2 separate regions of the Hordeum vulgare genome follow, and region 1 is linked to region 2. Evidence: chromatin contacts called from public Hi-C data. All regions are on one chromosome and are shown on one strand. The core of a region is the stretch at or near the end of the contact, and the rest is flanking DNA. Distances in the headings are between cores, read along the strand shown.

The links. Hi-C and Micro-C count contacts between places; a contact is called where the count stands out from the background.
Region 1: a Hi-C map of leaf shows a contact between it and region 2, with 4 times the contacts expected there. The contact joins the promoter of LOC123409096 here to the promoter of LOC123407346 in region 2.

What each region holds. Positions count from the first base shown.
Region 1 is chr7H:79,149,426-79,154,731 of MorexV3_pseudomolecules_assembly, reverse strand. It overlaps LOC123409096 (scarecrow-like protein 34), which reads left to right and starts at 2,902. Exons shown (of 1, transcript XM_045102080.1): 1 at 2,902-5,306. The coding sequence starts at 3,223.
Region 2 is chr7H:78,828,526-78,833,986 of MorexV3_pseudomolecules_assembly, reverse strand. It overlaps LOC123407346 (alternative NAD(P)H-ubiquinone oxidoreductase C1, chloroplastic/mitochondrial), which reads left to right and starts at 2,001. Exons shown (of 11, transcript XM_045100460.1): 1 at 2,001-2,367; 2 at 2,595-2,785; 3 at 3,328-3,423; 4 at 3,623-3,689; 5 at 3,795-3,975; 6 at 4,622-4,715; 7 at 5,086-5,301. The coding sequence starts at 2,016. It overlaps LOC123410985 (E3 ubiquitin-protein ligase arih1-like), which reads left to right. Exons shown (of 3, transcript XM_045103905.1): 2 at 1-262; 3 at 441-794. The coding sequence ends at 558.

The DNA of each region.
Region 1 (5,306 bases), core at 1,653-4,152, 320 kb before region 2:
GATCAAGGAGTTCATCGTTCTACCACATATATTACCTTTTGGAGGGTGGTGCCTCCTAGATTGGTTAGGTGTCGCTTGGGAGCCTCCTACTTCATGTTGTGGACTTGAACCGAGATATTTGTAAGGGCAAGGAGATCACCTACTTCGTGAAGATCTACTGTGAGTAAGGCTAGTCCTTCGTGGGCGGGAGCCGTAGTGGAATAGACAAGGACGATTCTTCGTGGACCCTTTACGGATGGAGCCTTCCGTGGACTCTCGTAGTCGTTACCCTCCGTGGGTTGAAGTCTCCACTAACATGGACGTACGATAGCGGCACCTATCGGAACCATGCCAAAAATCGCCATGTCAACCTCATGCGTTTGATCTCCCTACCTTACTCCTTTACTTTACACTTGCATGTTTTACTTTCCGCTGCTACACTCTTAGAACTGCATGTGTAGGGTGTACTTGACTTGCCTTAAGTGCCAAAGTTGTCTCTCAACTAAAATTGGGAAAAGGCTAAATTTTTATCTTGTCAAGTAGTCTAATCACCCCGTGTAGACATACTTTCGATCCTACACAAGTCTTTCATATTTCATCTCGTACTTCCATAGAAAAGCATGCAAAATGAAACGAATATGTACTACGTAGTACTATATTACTCATCGTCGTCGTGAAAAATGGCCTAAGCTGCCTACGCCGCCTCCATGTGTTGCCGATGAGGTCGTCTGACCTCCGCAGCTGCCTCCGAGCGGATGGAGTTCCGGATGACCAGCTGCTCGGGTCACAGATCCACGACTGCCGGCGCCTCCTCCTCCCCCACATCCAGCGGAGGCGACTCCTCCATCGGCTCCTTCTCCTCCTTTCCCACAGCTAGCAGCGGCGCCTCCTTCGTCGGCTCTTGCAGGTCCTTCCCCACAGATAGTGGCGACACGTCCTTCGTCGGCTCCTACTCCTCCTCCTCTTCCACCCCAGCTCCTACTCTTCTCCGTCCTTCACCTCCTCGAAATCCTCCTTCTGATCCAGAGGTAGCCATGCCTTCCTCCGGATCCAGAGGTAGCCATGCCTCGCTCTGGATCAGGACCTGCTCAAGGAGCCAGAGACGGTGCTGGATTGTGTAGCACCGACGGCGTGGGGCATGGCTGACGGGCTCGGGTTGCACGACGAAACGGAGAAGGTGGATGTGCTATGGTTGGGGGATGTCGATCGGCTTAAATAGCTGGCTATGGATAAGGGTGGTGAGCCGGAGCAGTGCCACGTGGCGTTCACACCGCGGCGTCGGTCGAGGCACCCGTCGGACCCTCGGGATTTCGGGAGATTCCGCATGGGGACACGCCGTCAGGCTGACGTGGCGGGCGTGCTCGGGCTCCCCCATATTTGGGCTGGAAATAAGGTATGCCGGTCAGCCCAGGCGTTTGAGGCCGGTTTGAGGAGTCTATCTGAATCGCTTTTTTTGTAACCGGTCAGTGATCAGACGACCTAGCCGAGCGTTTGAGAAAAGTTCGAGGGATCCTACTGTAGATGTTCTTAGGTTCCCGGATAACGTATGAAATGCCAAAAAGAGATTACCATGTGAATGTATCTCCAACCCCGTGCATCGAAACTGATATACAAGACATTTATGGACACATCCGGATGTGTCACATTTATGAACACATCGTGATGTATCCACGAACGTCTCAGTCTCACATATAGGCGGCCATCTAATCTCTTGCATCAAATGACTCTCCCTTTCAGGAAAAAAAGTAAACCAAATATTAGTCGTGTAGCCTCACTTTGAATCTCGATCAATAACAATTAAATCATACATTTAAATCCTAATAAAAAGCAGAATTTTCAACAAGTTTTTAAAATTCATCAATCCCAAATTCAACCATATTCCTTCGAAGCGACATTTATCTCAAGTTTTCTCTTCTCAAGCTTGACCTTCTTCATCATGCATGTTGTTCACCCAAATGGGCTGGTCCTTGAGCTTCATCACACAGTGTGCCAATGCGAAGGCTTTGCCCTCCGTCCTTTGGTACATCACAACAACGTTTTCGGGCCATACAATGACGTGATAATCAAGCTACAACATTGGGTGAATCAAAGTATTGATCAACACCTAGAGCAACAACAAGTAAAACTTACGATCTCCATACGACGGGCGACTTGGTGAAGCAAGGATGGTACGACAAGAATTGGACGGTGACTGAAGTGATGTATAAGCGGCGACGACATTTTTGATTGGTACGGATAGAGAGCAAGGGGAGGAACATAGTGGGGGAAAGGGCCCCGGTAGGGGGTTGGATGGGTTGGATGTGTCGTGCACGCATCGAGACTCCCCCCCAATGCTTCCACAAGTTTGTTTTTGATTTTACGAAATTTGAGCATCTAGACCGGTTCATGAACTTATTATGCACAATCATAAAATGTTTAAACCACGTCTATCAATGTTTTGATGTATAGTGTTGAAGATGTCCTCAGTTCATGGTCTCATCATGTTTGTCATTCCGTGGAAGAGACGAGAGTGATCTGGAGGCCAACTTGTGAGCGTCAGATTGCATGTCGTCTCCTACCTTCATGGCAAAATTTCGGTTTTTTACCCTTTTAGTGAAGTAAATCGAGATCTGACCCTCGTTTGCAAAAGTTTCGGAATCTCATCATTTTCTTACCGCGAGGACCCATGACGATAGGGTATAACGACCTACCGCCAAGGTCCGTGACGATAGGAAAAGTGGCCACGTCAGTGCACTGCACCCCTACCGTCACAGGTGTTGCGCGGTAGCATATGTAACCCTACCGCCAAGGTCCGTGACGGTTGAGTGCGTTTGCGCAAACTTAATTTTTTTTACGATAAGACGTGTAACCCTATCGTCAGAATCCTTAACGGTAGGTTGTTATACGTGTCATCATGAGACCTGGCGATAGAAAAAATTTAGATTCTTATTCTTTTATAAACGAAGGTTCAGATTTTGATTTACTTGAGCACAAAAATCAAAACACGAAATTTAGCCTCCCTCCGTCGCCTCGGCCAGAGTCGCATTCTAGTCTCCGTGCAGGGCCGCGTCCTTCCTTCCTCGAACCTTCGCTCCGGTTGGACTTTCAATCCCAGAGCTGCCATTTTAATACCCCCAACCCCAGTCCATCCCCCCAACACCATTAGTGACTGCACCCATGTCTCCATCCCTGCAGCTAGTCAATCCATAGCTCCACACTCGTCGCACTCCGCACGCTTCGCCTCGAGGTTACCACTTACCAGCCATGGACGCCACGCCGGAGGAGTTCGAGCCGCTCTCGCCGTCCCTCTTCCTCGACCTGCCGCCCACGCCGCCCCCCGCCGCAGACGTCGACCTCGACTTCATCTCGCGCATGCTCATGGAGGAGGACATCGACGACAAGTTCTTCTACCAGTACCCCGACCAGCCCGCCATCCTCGACGCCCAGCGCCCCTACGAGCAGATCATCTCCGACATCACCACCGCCTCCTCCGGCTCGCCTAACGGCACCGCCTCCTCCGACGGCAACACCATCAGCAGCATCAACGCCGCAACGACGTCCTCCTCCGAGGACACCAACTACTCCTGGCCCTACGACCCGCTCGAGCTCTCCCAGCTCCTCCGCTCCCCGCCTTACCTCGACGACATGGTGTTTGGCGGCCTCGTCCCCGATTCCCCTGCCGATGAGGATGCCAGGAACTCGTTCCTCTCTGACCCCCCAGCTGCGGGGTTCCAGCAGAGTCCGGCGCAATTCAATGGCGCGGCCGATGGGGCCAGCGCGAACGGCGGCAGCCCGGGCACTCAGAATTCGGCGATCTTGAATGGCCCGGCGGGGGAGAAGGAGGCCAAGCCGAAGCCGGCGATGTTTTCCGCTGGCGACGGTGGTCAGGACGGGCTGCTCTCCGCCTTCTTCAGTAACGGCGGCGACATGGAAATGCTCAACATGGCCTTCCTCAAGGGCATGGAGGAGGCCAACAAGTTCTTGCCGACCAACAACACCCTCCTCGAGGCCTTCCCCCGCAAGGAGCGCGGGTTCACCGCCAAGAAGGAGGAGGGGGCGAATGGGGCTCTGACGCCCGGCAATGGCCGGGGCCGCAGGTACAGGTACGACGAGGACGACCCGGAGGCGGAGACCGCCAGGAGCAGCAAGCTGATGATGCCGGACAACGAGGAAACTGGCGCGCGCGAGATGTTGGACGAAATAATGCTGGAGGAGTACGAGATGTGCATGCAGGGGATACAGGAGCTGCGCGTCGCCATGGACAGCGAGGCCAAGAAGAACAACGGGAAGGCGGCGCGCGCGAAGCGGGGCGCCAGCGAGGCGGTCGACCTGCGCACCATGCTCATCCACTGCGCGCAGGCCGTGGCCGCGGGCGACCGCCGGGGCGCGACGGAGCTGCTCAAGCAGATCAAGCAGCACTCCGGGCCGACGGGAGACGCCACGCAGAGGCTGGCGCACTGCTTCGCCGAGGGGCTGGAGGCGCGGCTCGCGGGCACGGGGAGCCAGATCTACCAGTCGCTGGTGGCCAAGCGGACCTCAGTGGTGGAGTTCCTCAAGGCCTACAAGCTGTTCATGGCGGCCTGCTGCTTCAAGAAGGTGAACTTCGGGTTCGCCAACAAGACCATCCTGAACGCCGTGGCGGGGAAGCGCCGCCTGCACATCGTGGACTTCGGGGTGCAGTACGGGTTCCAGTGGCCGGGCCTGATGCGGTGTCTGGCGCAGAGGGACGGCGGGCCGCCGGAGGTGAGGATCACGGGCATCGACCTCCCGCAGCCTGGGTTCCGGCCGGCCGGGCAGATCGACGAGACAGGCCGGCGGCTCAGCAGCTGCGCCCGCGAGCTGGGAGTGCCGTTCAGGTTCCACGGCGTGGCGGCCAGGTGGGACACCGTGCGCGCCTCGGACCTGCGCATCGACCCGGGCGAGGTGCTCGTCGTGTACTGCCAGTGCGGCCTCAGTAACCTGATGGACGACAGCGTCGCGGTGACCACGAACGGGCCGAGCCCCAGGGACGTGGTGCTGCGGAACATCCGCGACATGAGGCCCGACGTGTTCGTCGAGTGCGTGGCGAACGGCGGCTACGGCGCGCCATTCTTCGTGACGCGGTTCAGGGAGGCGCTCTTCTTCTACTCGGCGCACTTCGACATGCTGGACGCGACCATCCCGCGGTACAACGACGTGCGCCTGCTGATCGAGCGGGACATCATCGGGCGGGCCGCGCTGAACGTGATCGCTTGCGAGGGCGCGGACCGGGTGGACCGCCCGGAGACGTACCGGCAGTGGCAGGCGCGGAACCGCCGGGCGGGGTTCCGGCAGCTGCCGCTGGACCCGGAGGTGGTAGGGATGGTGAG
Region 2 (5,461 bases), core at 752-3,251:
TAAGCTCATGGGGCTTAATGTACACTGCTGCTGGAGGTCTGACTTTGAGAAAGTGTATCAAATGCAAGGGTTTGTTCTGCATTAGCTGTAAGGTCCCATGGCATGCTGGGATGAGTTGCTGTGACTACAAGAGAAGGCACCCTCACGTTCGTTCAGAAGATGCCAAGCTGCGGAACCTTGCGCAGCAGCGGTCGTGGCGCAAGTGTGTCAAATGCAACCACATGATTGAACTCGCAGAGGGTTGCTACCACATAACTTGCGTGTAAGTATTTACCTCTGGCCATGCCATTCTCAGAACCATCTTTACTATGCTCAGTGATTTTTCATGTCAGGCTGTTCCTTACTCTATGGAATGTCTTCTGTGCGCTAATGCCCATTCTGGAGCCTCAAGACTTGTTTCCTGTTAACCTTTGCTGCATCCTGTTCTTTGCTTCTGGCAGGTGCGGCTATGAGTTCTGCTACACCTGTGGGAAAGAATGGAAGGACAAGAAGGCGACCTGCTCCTGCCGGCTATGGGATGAGCGCAATATAATCCATGACCGAGGAGGACGGCGATGATCGCATTGCTGACGATTACGAGGACGATAATCCAAAACTTGTATGCTAGAGAAAGCCTTGTGAGTTGTGACTTATATATCCTGGATTACGGCCGGTGTGATGAATGGTTCATCGTTGACATGACTATTTCTATCATCGGAGTCATTAGTGTATCGTCCACAATTTCGGAACCAACTTGTTTTGCCGTTGTAAGCTGCATGCTCAGCTACATGAGGTAGACAGGATGTCCTACATTACTATTTTCGCATCTCTATAGCTAGCAGCTTGTCTCGCGGAAATTGCTTTTGGCTCCCAAGCTCCATAGAGGTCTTTTTTTGAAAATAATTCAAAATTCAAACTCAAACTTTCTGGTTTTAAAACAATCTGAAAAACATCATGCAAGTAAAGAAGGATGTCATGTATATGTGTGTAAAATTTCAGGATAAAAAACGTTGAAATGCGATCTGTACAAAAAAGACAAATTCATGACCCTAGAAGATGAATAGTATCATGTGTTAAGAACTTTCAGATTTGTCTTTTTTGCACAGCTCTTATTTCAACGTATTTTGCCCTGAAAATTTACGCACATGTGTGTTACGTCCTCACATATCTCTGTATTTCTTTTCAGAATTTTTTTTGAAATGTAAAAATATAAATTTTTATGAAATTTGAATTTCAAATTTAAAGGCCTCCATGGGGAGGCAAACGTCCATTCTCCTTGTCTCGCCATCTTACTGTTTTAGTTTCTTTACTTTTGGTGTACATAATTTTGTTGTTTTTGTGAACCCAACAAATCTTTATATTATTTAACATTTTTTACAAATACGTAAAGAACATCTGGACGCATCACCCTTTTTTTTCAGATACGTAAAGAACATCTAGACGTGGTGCAAAAAAAAAGAACTTTCTTGCAACATACATATATAGTATTATTTTGAACCCTGATGGGTTGGGATACCACTGTCCCTCTAATCATCCAATCACATATTGGTTTGTATTTTTTTTTAAACAACCTTGCCAAGCTTTATTAGTGATCAAGAATGTTTACAGGCAAAAAGATCGACTCCTTTGGTTGGACATGGCGTCCAAAACCGAGTGTTAAAACATGTTTAGCAAGATTGTCAGCCTTGAAGTTCGAGCTCCTAAACTCATGAACTATGTTATAAAAAGACGAACAAACGAGATCGATCTATTATTTCATGTGAGATAGCTCGACACTCCGTCGCCGAGCACCTCTCCAGGTGGTTGACCACCATTTTGCAATCAGAGGCAACGTGGATCTCATCGACATACACGTCCTCTGTCAGAGCTTGTCCTTCACGAATAGCAAAAGCTTCCAGCGTTGCCGCCTTGGATATATATATGCTTGAACTTGGTTTGCACATGTATATAGCATTACACCACTTGATTTCTCCAAAACTTCACACTCTTTTTTTTTTTGTTCGAGTAATAACAAATAAAGGCCCATCTTGGGCGATATGGGCCTCCCCAATCAAACATTCACATTGAAGCCTGATCGTCAGCGGGTGGCTGGGTGTGCAGCCAGCGAGCTCGGAGGCTCCGCGACGACGCGGCCGGCGGAGGAGCCGCAGCGTTACGTGGTTGTGCTGCTGCCGCCGGCTCCCGTGTCTCACCCTCCTTGCTTCCCTCTTCTGCGCCTCCCCCCTCACCTCACATCGCCGGGAGCTACGACCGCACACGCGCCACGTCTGGCCTGGCCCCACCCCTCCTCCTCGCCGCCGATGAGCTGCCGCGCGGCTCCATGGGGCCGCCCGTCGCCCCCCCGCGGCCGGCCCTTCCCCGCCTCGGCGCGCCTCCGCGGCCCGTTCGGTGAGGCCGCAAGCTCCCCCCCAGCTCTCTTCCAGCGACCTCGGGGTTCTCTGATTTAAGCTCCATGTGGAGTATTGTGGGCATACTCGAGGCCCCGGCTTGTGTGCTTTTGTGACCGAGTTTGTGAGCTTTCCAGCTTTGGGGAATGGGGTGATTTGAGAAGTGGTGGATTCATTAGGTGACATTTTGTTCTCGGGCTAACCGACTGCTCACCTGGATCCTGACAGGGGGCATGAATTCGTGGAAGAATCCAATCCTCAAAAACTCGTGGAGAATCGGTGATGTCCCGGCAATGTTTGGGCTGCCGTCTGGACTGTTCAGATGCACGGCTTCAGGTGGCTCTGGGGATGGCGGGTTTTCTCGTCCTCAATCAATTGATGAAGCACCGATGCCGCTGTACCCCTGGCCAGACAAGCAGGTAGACTGGATTTGGATTACCCACATCCTTAAATCCATTGTTATCCGATGACTTTTTTTCTGTTTGATTAGCAAATTGGTAACACTATCAATGCTTATTTTACGTCTAAAGTCCTCTACTCCTTGACAAAGCATTGTTTAGCTGTTTTAGCATTGACTTGTGTATGTGGGGTTTGCAATTTTGTGCTAACTTTGTCCCGTTGAACACACTTTGGTTTGGTAGTTGGTACACTTCATTTAGAGATACCCAAATATATCTTATGTTCAGAGTAACACAGTATTTGTTATATTACAACACTCGAGTTTAACTGCTTGACGGTAAAACATTATTCATATGCAGGGATTTTTTTTGAGGAATTGTTGTCCTTACTTTTTTTCTAGACCAGGGTGTCCTTACGTTTTTGCTTCTGGAGTTCATGTCCTTCCATGCATTTTGTCTGTATGTAGGGTAAATTGTGAGTATTTATTGTTCAGCAGAAAGTTCGGTATGCTTCTGCTATAAGCCTTATGTTCCATTTACTAAATGTGGTCTCTTGTTTTCAGCGGCCACGAGTATGCATTTTGGGTGGTGGATTTGGTGGGCTGTATACTGCTCTGAGACTAGAATCTCTTGTATGGCCTGGTAATAACAAGCCTCAGGTAAAATGATGATGCTCCTTGTGCTAGAAACCTATATATTTGCCGGGTGGGTGCTATCCATTTTTACATCGAAGTAGCATGGGTTGGTGGTATTTGTAGTTTTGCACTTTTTCTCAGTCCGCATGTCCTGCAATGCACTCATGTGTGTTTGCTAAAGAAATGATGTAACATTTTACTAAGAAGGGGAAAAATGTTTCAGGTAATGCTGGTTGATCAATCTGACAGATTTGTATTTAAGCCCATGCTGTATGAGCTCTTATCAGGAGGTACTGCAATTTCAAGTGTAAAAATGCTTTTGCTGGTAATGTTATATATGGGGTCTTTTCACATTACTTCATGTTCTGACTGTTGGACTTTAATTTGGATGCCAGAGGTGGATGTCTGGGAAATAGCTCCCTATTTTACAGAGTTACTGAAGAACACCAGTGTTCAATTTGTGAAGGATAGTGTAAAGCTTCTTCGCCCTTCTGATCACTTAAGAAGAGAGCCTGGAGTATCATGCACTGGTGGAGTTGTTCATCTTGAAAGTGGCACTGCTGTTGAATATGATTGGTACGATGATATTAAATGTCATGGATTTGCAATAGCTGTCATGCTTAGGCTTTTTTAATTGACGAATTTAAGAATTATGTTTTTCTTCAGTGTTTCTTCTTTATGAATAGTTTTAGACATGGGGGCTGATTTTAATATGCTGCTAAAAGGTTTGGAAATTTCGAACACATTTTGTGTCTTGCTGACATGTGGATCTGGTCCCACCTTTTCAACCTCACAAGTGACAACGTAATTGTGCATACAAGTTTACTAGAATTGCCTCTTGGTCCATTATACTTGATTGTCATTTGGCGCCCTTTCCTTACATCAGTCTGTTCTTGAATCCGATATCAATTAAAATTTCTCATGTAGCCGTGTAGCCCACGATTCATCTTCTGTAAATACTCTATGAGGGAACTTTAGTAATAATGCAATATTAATCTGTATAATACAAGTACTTTCTGTAGCTGTTACGGTTGAAATATGTAATAAAAAGATAGTGATGTATTTTACTCCATGTTTTATGTCGAGCCTTTTTTTTGCGGGGACCCTTCCCCGGACCCTGCGCAAGCGGGAGCTACATGCACCGGGCTGCCTTTTTTTTTATGTTTTATGTTGAGTTTAGAATAAGCTAACTGGTGATATATCTTTTGGAATGGGCAGCCAGGCTCGTTCTAGCTCTAGGGGCTGAAGCTAAGATTGATGTCGTTCCAGGATCTGCCGAGTATGCACTTCCTTTCACAACTTTGGAACATGCTTTGGTAAGAATCAATCATTTTTTGAAATATTTTGAAGTTCAACTGTTTGGAATTGCTAAGTTGATAGTGATACTATTCTAAAATACATCAGCGATTTCTTGATGTATCTGCGTTAATTATATGATTTTATGGCTTTTAATGATATCTCTTGTTGACATGTTTTGGCAATTCTTTATATATAACAAGTTCGTATTGTATGACTTTTGTTGAATTGTTGATGCATCCATGTTAATTATATGATTTTATCATTTTTTAATGATATCTCTTGTTGACATGTTCTGGCAATTCTTTATATGTAACAAGTTCATGTTGTATGATTTATGTTGGATTGTTGATCATCAAGAATCGTAATGTCGCCTTGTTTTATCTGCAGAAAGTTGAAAGTGAATTGAAAATGTTAGAAAGGAGAAGGTTTGGTAAGAACTCCCCATCTATTCAGGTGGCCGTCGTGGGAATGGGTTACTCTGGTGTTGAGCTAGCTGCTACTATCTCTGAGAGATTAAAGAGCACGGGGACTGTCAAAGCAATCAATTTTCAAACAACCATCTGTCCTAATGCACCACCAGGAAATCGTGAAGCTGCTCTGAAGGTGATTACCTACACATTACATACTGTTCTGATTAGCTTCATCAGATCATCTCAGGAAATTATAACAGAAGATTAAGAAGCTTTTGTTCCCCACTTTGGTTTTTGGTGCCACTAGTAATCTTAAGACTGTAATCTGAAGTTAATAAGAACATAAGACGCTG